2 separate regions of the Triticum aestivum genome follow, and region 1 is linked to region 2. Evidence: chromatin contacts called from public Hi-C data. All regions are on one chromosome and are shown on one strand. The core of a region is the stretch at or near the end of the contact, and the rest is flanking DNA. Distances in the headings are between cores, read along the strand shown. Region 1 holds the start of LOC123053156 (ACT domain-containing protein ACR6). Region 2 has its middle 17 kb from the start of LOC123053155.

Region 1 (4,891 bases), core at 1,420-3,919, 39 kb after region 2:
ATGATATCTTTGCTTGTGCTCGATTGATATACTTACATGCCATGTCTCAATCCTTTGTCACACCATATGCTTTGCATGATGACGACACTTGTTTGGTGAATCACCTCTTGAATGCTTGGTTTTGCACTAACGCTAACCACATTTGTTTTTCCAAGTGTTTGTTGTCCTTACTCCTTTTGAAGGAATCACAAAACGGTGCGACATTGGAGAGTTCCCATTTCGAGCTTCAAGATGACACGTACTTGGTGAACGTCCACTTCTACACGGCGAAGCCATCTCTATTCCATGGTGATTTGGTTTTCGATCCGAGGTCGGATCTTTCCCAAGGGAGGGGAGATGATGCGGAGCATCCTATGGACATCACCATATCAAGAGTCTATTCGGCGAGTGACACGTGCGACATCTACTTCACATACGCAAAGGTGAATCATCTCCTTTACACGTGCTCACTTGACCCCTTCGAGGATGGTATACTACTTGACACTCCACTCGTGTGCATGCATAGGTATTGTCGGAACACTACGGACGACGAGGAGGAGTGCAAGCGCCAAGGTACAACTACACCATCCGCGAGGGAGGCCTGGAAGCGACGACGGAAGAAGACGGAGCTGCTGAAGCTACAGCGGCCGGACATCCGGGCCAAAGGCCGGACATCCGGCGCCTGTGCAGCCGCCAAGGAGCTGCACCAACACACGGCCAACAGCATCAGCGGCCGGACATCTGGCGCCAGCCCCGGACATCCGGCGCCTCGCCAAAGCCCGGACATCCTGCCCTTCCCCCGGAAATCCGGCATCGACGATAGAAGACATCCAAAAGTTTTACCCCCAGCCCGGACATCCGGCCCCCAGCCCGGACATCCGGCCCCTCCTGAAGCCCCGGACATCCGGCCCGTCGCCCGGACATCTGGCCACCCCTGTCTGCGCACAGTAAGGGCCGAGGCCCGTGTACCCTTCGACCCCCTAGACTATATATACTCTTTCTCCTCCATCTTTCTAGGGTTAGCAAAGGATTAGCTCATATGTGAGATAGAGCTTTGGTCATCCATTACGGATCTACTCCACGAGAGAGACCGCGGCCCCTCTACGGAGAAGATCCACCTTGGATTCAAGACCTCCGCACGGAGAAGACCCCCATCAAGACCTCCTTACGGAGAAGAACCGGTTACCTTTGTATCGTCCTTTGTTGGATTTGGATCTTGTATCTTACCTTTGTGTTCATCGATCTAGCGCATGTGTGATCTATTCTTGTTGGTTGAGTGATTTCTCTCGTGTTCCCCTCGTGTTTCCCTCGTGTTTCCCCTCGTGTTCATCACGTTCTTCGTAGGGATCCGCTCCTTTCATGAAAGATCGGCCATCTAGGGTTCCACCCTACATCATGTTGAATGCATGAAATTGGATGCCCACACTTACCAACGTAAATACAAATTATGTTCCATGTTCTCAATTCCATACAATGTACAAACTCGGCAAGGGGACATAAAAAACGCACAAGATTGAACAAGGGGGAAAGGCCGCTACGTGAGTGCGCTAAATCCTACTCTGTTATAATGAGGTGTTGGCGGTTGGCAACTCGCCGTGGATATCTTCAAAAACATTAATAACCAAGCTCTTTTGAGCCTATAAGATGCGGCAATAGAGTTTGTGCCCGAGCAACGAAAAGAGCCAACATACTAATGGAACACCCCCCCCCCCCCCCGCCCCGCAAAATGATAGGCCTCTAACCCATCGACGACGAATATTCTTGGATTCCCCGTGAAAGGATGAGGGCCAACAACCTCATCTCAGTTGCCACTCACAACTAGATGGGACGCGACCAAAAATCATAAGATGTTTGGTTGTCTCCAGAGTGCATCAAATGCACTTCCTTTATTTTCCATTTTCATGGCTTGGCGAAGTCTAGATAGGAAGATGGGTGTGGAAGTAAGTTGCCAACCGTGTTGTTGGCAACTTACTTCCACACAACCGGTTTTACACGATATAACCGTTATTTCTAATTAATAAAGCTTTATCTTTCAAAAAAAGTTGCCAACAATTATTATTACCCTTGTCTTTTGAAGTGAACGGGCTAACGCAAGGTAATCAATAAAACTTGTTGATGCGTGGAACTACTTAATAAGTTGAGACGGTTGGTGTCTTGTCGATAAGAGTTATGTCTCTAGTTTGCTAAAAGCTAAAAAGTAACATGTCACTGAAAAATGAAAGAAATATGAGATCCTTGCTTGTATGTCTGAGGCCGAATATAAATAAAAAATATTGTCAAGGGACAAACAAATCTTCTTTTGAGGGAATGAGGGACAATCATTTTTGTTTTACTAGAAGCTGATGATGGAGTCTTAAGTTCCCTTCGTTCCTCATGACGTTTTCATTTGAAATAAGACATATCTTTGGAATTTGAATGTCAGTTTATGTTGCCAAAAATTCTTTTCCTAAACTTTTCATCTTCATTCCCAAGTTTTACATGTTTATCATGCACACCAGGTCATGCTAAGCGACGGCTACTAAAGAGAAAAGTAAAAAATTGACAAGTATGGGCAAGAAAGACACGTTCCAATAACAAGGGGTATAGAAAAGAATCAACAATTTGGAATCTTCTAGCTACCAGTTAATTACCTACCTATGATTGCGTAATTCCGTTTCACGTCCGACATATATATCCCCTACCAATTATAGGCTCTACAAAATTCATCGGCATCAACCCGTTCATCCGTGCTCGCCGCCTCGCATAAAAGCCACCGGACACGAAGCTTTTCGGTTGTCTGTCCGGGCAAGCCCAACACAATTCATAAGCGCTCTCTCTCTCTCTCTCTCTCTCTCTCTCTGCTTCGACGTCTCCTCTTGCCTGCCGCCTCTCTGCTTCGTGCAAAGTGAAGCTAAGCTGTTGATGCGAGTGAGGGTGTGCCCGCCATGGCTCTCGCAGACGACCACGACGAGTACGCCAAGCTCGTCCGGGGGATGAACCCGCCGAGGTGAGCAACTCGATTAGCCGCCCTTTACTTTTTCTAAAGTTAGCTTCGTTTTAGGGATTTCTTGGGCTCCATTTCGATTTTTGCAGTTCTTGACCTGCACAAATTTTGGTTCTGGTTTCCTTTTGTTGGTGTGTTCTTCCTTCCTTGATCCTCAAATCTCTGTTCCGAAAGGACGGTCCTTGGTTGTATCGAAATTGGGAATCCTCTGCTCCTCGTCCCATCCTCGCTCTGCTCTGTTCTCATGATTTGGGGATTGGACGTGCTGTTGCAGGGTTGTGATCGACAACGAAGCCTCCGACGACGCAACCGTCATCCGGGTGGACAGCGTCAACAGCCACGGCACCCTCCTCGCCGTCGTCCAGGTCATCGCCGACCTCAACCTCGTCATCCGCAAGGCCTACTTCTCCTCCGACGGCAGCTGGTTCATGGACGGTGAGTGCGCCAGACGGCCATCAAGACTTCTAGTTCTTCTAGCCCTCCGCCCAATTTCCGCGGAATCTAACAAATTTCTGTTCTTCGTTTTCCCCTTGTTGTCCGCAGTGTTCAATGTCACTGACCGTGACGGGAACAAGGTTCTTGACACGCCAACCATCTCCTACATCCAGACGGTAATTCACTGAAAATTTTTGGTGCCCGGACGATGGAGTTTTTTATGTGGCGAGAAGGAGTTTTTGAGGATTGAGTTTGTTGTGTGTATGCAGACGTTGGAAGCCGAGGACTGCTACTACCCGGAGGCGCGCAACACGGTGGGCATCGTGCCGTCGGAGGAGTACACGTCGATCGAGCTCACGGGCACCGACCGCCCGGGCCTGCTGTCCGAGGTGTGCGCGGTGCTCGCCGGCATGCAGTGCGCGGTCCGGAGCGCCGAGCTCTGGACGCACAACACGCGCGTCGCGGCCGTCGTGCAGGTCACGGACGCGGCCAAAGCCGCGGGCGGCGCCATCGAGGACGAGGCCCGCATCGCCGACATCAGCCGGCGCCTCGACAACCTGCTGCGCGGGCAGAACGTCGTGCGAGCGGCGGCCGCGGCGAGCCTGACGCACAAGGAGCGCCGCCTGCACCAGATGATGTTCGAGGACCGGGACTACGGCGCCGCCGGACGGCCGGACCCGCGGACGGAGGTCTCCGTGACGCACTGCGCCGAGCGCGGGTACACCGTGGTGGTGGTCCGGTGCAGGGACCGGCCCAAGCTGCTGTTCGACACCGTGTGCACCATCACCGACATGCAGTACGTGGTCCACCACGGCACCGTGAGCTCCGAGGCGGGCGGCGGCGCCTACCAGGAGTACTACATCAGGCACGTGGACGGCCACCCGGTGAGCTCCGAGGCCGAGCGCCGGCGCGTCGTCCAGTGCCTCGAGGCCGCCGTGGAGCGCCGCACCGCCGACGGGCTGGAGCTGGAGGTCCGCACAGATGACCGCGCTGGCCTGCTCTCCGACGTCACCCGCATCTTCCGGGAGAACGGGCTGACGATACGGCGCGCCGAGATATCGTCCGAGGACGGGGAGGCCGTGGACACCTTCTACCTGTCGGACCCGCAGGGCCACCCAGTGGAAGCCAAGACGATCGAGGCCATCCGCGCGCAGATCGGCGAGGCCACGCTGCGAGTAAAGAACAACCCGTTGGCCGACGACGGCGGTTCCAGCTCCGACGTCGCCGCCGGCTCGACGGCGTTCCTCTTCGGGAACCTCTTCAAGTTCTACCGTCCGTTCCAGAACTTCGGCCTCATCAAGCTCTACTAGTATAGAACTAGTAATACATACAGAAATCATATGTAGGGTTCACAGATACAGATCTCAGTGTACATATTGGTCCAGTCCTTCCGGTGAGAAGATGATGGTGATGATCAAGCTAGTCTGGTGTAGATAGGTTGTGTAGACAGGGTAGCACAAACTAGCTCTGGAAAGAAATGTTAGGTCAGCTCAG
Region 2 (4,591 bases), core at 736-3,235:
CGGTTTCGTTGGACCAAAGCAAGCAACAAGAGAGAACCCGAAAGGGCAAAAACAGTTGGGCGTGTGAACGGCCACAGATTCCGACCAAACATATGCGTCATTCGTTCTTAGGCCAACTCCATCGCGCGACTCTATCCTGTCCGCCCCTGTCCGTTTGAGATAAAACGGACAAACGAGGCGGCCCAGCGCGCGGGAGCAAACAAACTTTTGTCCGTTTTGTGTCCGCTTTTGACCCATCCGCGGCCCAAGTTTGCGCCGTTTTTGGGGTGAAACGGACACCACGCGGACGCGCCGGTCGTCTGCGCGTGTCCTCCCATGGCCCGTCCGTCGGTGGCACAGGGCGGGCCTTTTTCTATCCGCCCCTCCCTCCCTCCGGCCGCACCCCCTCCACTCTTCCCCACTCTTCCCCTCGCTGCCGCCGCCGCCGCTGCCATTGCAGCCGTGCAGTTCGGACGCGCGCTCGCCCAACCCCTTCCCCTCGGTGCTGCCGAGCTACCCAACCACGACCACCTGGTTTGCGCACCCGCCGGCCGGATTTGGGGCGGATCCGGTCGGTCTTGAGCTCGCCCGGCTGTGGGAGGCCGGGCCGCGCCATGGACTGGCCGGGCACCTCGCCGGAAGGCCCTGGCAGGGCCGCAAAGCCACATGCAGCCAGTGCCTCCTCCTCTAGCCGCTCGGATCTGCACCGTCGGTGGTCCGCCGGCAGATACACGAATGGCGGTCGGCCGGGCTCGGTGCTCGCCCAAAAGCTCGCCGGCGCACCGTTGCCACTCATTAAGTGCGACCACTGCCCAAGGATGGTCGTGCGCCGCGTGTCTACAACGCCGGAACATACCGGATGGGTGTTCATCAAGTGCTTAAACGATGGGGTATGTGCTCTTTTTAGCTTCGGTTTGTGCTCTAGTTTTGACTAGTTGTGCTAACTACAAATTTTATTGTGTAGCATGGATGCAAGTTTTGGTATTGGGAAGAAGAGTACATCGATATATTGATAGAGCAAAATTTAGTACATGTTCGTGCACTTTTAGCTAGCATAGAGGCTGTAGATGAGACAAGTGCACTTGTTGCTAGATTAGAGGCTAGACACGAGACTAGGTGTGAGGAAGCAACATCGACTTCTGGCTTGAAGAAGAAAGGAGGATGCCAGATCGAGCCTCCTCCACAGATCACCAATGAGTGCAGCGAGAAGGCCCTAGCCCAACTCAAGGGAGCAGTTATGGAAGTTGGGTATCTTCTAAAATGTATTCTTATTGTTCTTGTTTTGTTTGGCCTTGCTTTACTAGTTAAAATGTAATGATGTATTTTTCATGTACCGAAAATGAATGATGAAAAGAAGTTAAGGACTTGAAAAAAAAATGTACGCGGACAGGATGCGGCCGGGAAGCGTCCGCGCACTGGGCGCACGGCCACCGCATCCCAGAACAGGCCCGGACACGATCCCATTACCCTACCCGAACGGACAGAATCCGGACAAAACGAACATCCGTTTGGGTCATGCGGTGGAGTTGGCTTTAGCGTGCGTGCCCAGACTTCAGAGGAGAGTATCTCCGGCAGGTCGACACGGGTGGGCAAGCAGCCACATGCAGACGTCAGGTTACTTACTCGGAGTGCAAAGCTGGACTCGACCGCTCACCGGAACAGCCCAGTGACGGGGGCCGCACCAGCAGAAAGAAAAGTAGCAGTCGCTTCCCCGGGGCAAAGCAGATGGCACCGAAAGGAAGGAAGGAGCATCACACGAGCAACTCGTGGGACGCACGAATCCAATCCACCGGAAACCATTTCATTATTATTCTCTCCACTCTGGTACGTGCGCGCTTATCCAATCCAGCGTAGATTTCTTTTGCAGCTAGCCTCGTGATCGTGTCACGGATAACGGGATCAAGGCGCCGCTCGCCGGCCGCGGCCCAGCCTAGCTGCCTGGCTATTCTATCCATGTGGCGGCGACGTGGACTCTCTCGGCACCGTCGTGTCGCTGTCCGGCCACAGGTAGGCGCCACGGTGTGCCGGGCCTGGCTAGCCCTCACGTCGTGGTCGGCCCTGATGCGCCGTGCAGCACGAGCACGTTCCTCCGAGGAAAAGGATCGGCTGCTAAGATCTCCTCGATCTCGCCAGAGAGAACGTCCAAGAGGATACGGCGTGCGTACAGCCTACGTACACTGCTACTAGTAGTTTGTTAGTTGGGGGTTCGTATTCGGGTGACGTGGAGCGCTGCAAAGCCAGAGCCGGCCTCTTGTTATCCAATCTCATCCCCGGCGGCCTAGCTAATGGATAGAGGGACAAGACGAGAAGATAACGGTTTCGCACGCCTCCCTTCTTCTTGCGCTTCCGCATGGCCGCTGACGTATTTGTAGCCTCACAGTGCAGATGCTTGAGTCAGTGATGCTCCTACCAAGAGAAAATACTAATCCAAGTGCAAGTGTGCAACCCTGTCTCTGTCAAAAGTGTCAAGCGGCTCAACTACTGTCGGGCGTGCTGGCTGATGCGCGCGCCAAAACCCCAGCTTTTTATCGGCCGCACCAGGCCCCGTCGCCACGTCAGACCCGACGAAACAATCTGGTAGGTAGTAGTATCAGTAGCCTATTAACGCATCAAGAAACAATAACCTAGGGGGAACAGAACTCTCACAGCGATTAGCGACTCTCGGCCGCCAGATCGAACTGCGTGATGCGTTTTCGACCGTTGGATCTCGCGGTGGGAGGGGCTGGGCCGTCGGATCAAAGCCACGAAACTGTAGCAACGAATAGTTACCATTCCCTCGCGGTCCTGCTTACTCCGCGGTTTCGACCGGTTCACGCTGACTTGTGGGCCCTTTTGTGGGTGGGCCGCGCCTGTCAGCGGTTGTGTCTAGGAGCGTGGTCTGTGCGGCCAGTCGGCGCCCTCCACCGTTCAAATTGAAGGAAATATGTCCTAGAGGTAATAATAAAGTTATTATTTATTTCATTATATCATGATAAATGTTTATTATTCATGCTAGAATTGTATTAACCAGAAACATAATACATGTGTGAATACATAGACAAACATAGTGTCACTAGTATGCCTCTACTTGACTAGCTCGTTGATCAAAGATGGTTATGTTTCCTAGCCATAGACGTGAGTTGTCATTTGATTAACGGGATCACAAATGATGTGATTGACTTGACCCATTTCGTTAGCTTAGCACACGATCGTTTACTATTCTGCTATTGCTTTCTTCATGACTTATACATGTTCTATGACTATGAGATTATGCAACTCCCGTTTACCAGAGGAACACTATGTGTGCTACCAAACGTCACAACGTAACTGGGTGATTATAAAGGTGCTCTACAGGTGTCTCCGAAGGTACTTGTTGGGTTGGCATATTTCGAGATTAGGATTTGTCACTCCGATTGTCGGAGAGGTATCTCTGGGCCCACTCGGTAATGCACATCACTATAAGCCTTGCAAGCATTGCAACTAATGAGTTAGTTGCGGGATGATGTATTACGGAACGAGTAAAGAGACTTGCCGATAACGAGATTGAACTAGGTATTGAGATACTGATAATCGAATCTCGGGCAAGTAACATACCGATGACAAAGGGAACAACGTATGTTGTTATGCGGTCTGACCGTTAAAGATCTTCGCAGAATATGTGGGAGCCAATATGAGCATCCATGTTCCGCTATTGGTTATTGACCGGAGACGTGTCTCGGTCATGTGTACATTGTTCTCGAACCCGTAGGGTCCGCGCGCTTAAAGTTCGATGACGGTTATATTATGAGTTTATGTGTTTTGATGTACCGAAGGTAGTTCGGAGTCCCGGATGAGATCGGGGACATGACGAGGAGTCTCGAAATGGTTGAGACGTAAAGATCGATATATTGGACGACTATATTCGGACATTGGAAAGGTTCCGAGTGATTCGGGTATTTTTCGGAGTACCGGAGAGTTACGAGAATTCGCCGGGGAGTATATGGGCCTTATTGGGCTTTAGGGGAAAGAGAGAGGAGAGGCTGCGCACCCCCCAAGGCCTAGTCTGAATTGGACTAGGGGGAGGGGCTGCGCCCTCTCCTTCCTTCTCTTCTCTCTCCCCTTTCCTTGACTCCTACTCCTACTACTTGGAAGGGGGGAATCCTACTCCCGGTGGTAGTAGGACTCCTCCTAGGGCGCGCCATAGAGAGGGCCGGCCCTCCCCCTCCTCCACTCCTTTATATACGGGGAGGGGGGCACCCCTTGGAGACACAACAATTGATCTCTTGATCTCTTAGCCGTGTGCGGTGCCCCCCTCCACCATAATCCACCTCGATAATACTGTAGCGGTGCTTAGGCGAAGCCCTGCATCGGTAGAACATCATCATCGTCACCACGCCGTCGTGCTGACGAAACTCTCCCTCAACACTCGGCTGGATCGGAGTTCGAGGGACGTCATCGGGCTGAACGTGTGCTGAACTCGGAGGTGCCGTGCGTTCGGTACTTGATCGGTCGGATCGTGAAGACGTACGACTACATCAACCGCGTTGTGCTAACGCTTCCGCTTTCGGTCTACGAGGGTACGTGGACAACACTCTCCCCTCTCGTTGCTATGCATCACCATGATCCTGTGTGTGCGTAGGAATTTTTTAAAATT

What was found. Hi-C and Micro-C count contacts between places; a contact is called where the count stands out from the background.
Region 1: a Hi-C map of leaf shows a contact between it and region 2, with 3 times the contacts expected there. The contact joins the promoter of LOC123053156 here to the enhancer-like site in region 2. A contact is called at or near these places in 2 of 5 Hi-C or Micro-C datasets (both in leaf).

What each region holds. Positions count from the first base shown.
Region 1 is chr2D:360,596,780-360,601,670 of IWGSC CS RefSeq v2.1, forward strand. It overlaps LOC123053156 (ACT domain-containing protein ACR6), which reads left to right and starts at 2,670. Exons shown (of 4, transcript XM_044476571.1): 1 at 2,670-2,965; 2 at 3,237-3,397; 3 at 3,506-3,573; 4 at 3,667-4,891. The coding sequence starts at 2,904. The coding sequence ends at 4,707.
Region 2 is chr2D:360,558,891-360,563,481 of IWGSC CS RefSeq v2.1, forward strand. No RefSeq gene overlaps it. Among protein-coding and RNA genes, the nearest start is that of LOC123053155, 17 kb to the left of the region's middle. Within about 2 kb of position 1,986, at least 7 of the 8 cell types and tissues checked have an H3K27ac peak or open chromatin away from gene starts, as enhancers often do. A contact at or near this core is called in leaf, where this site is marked.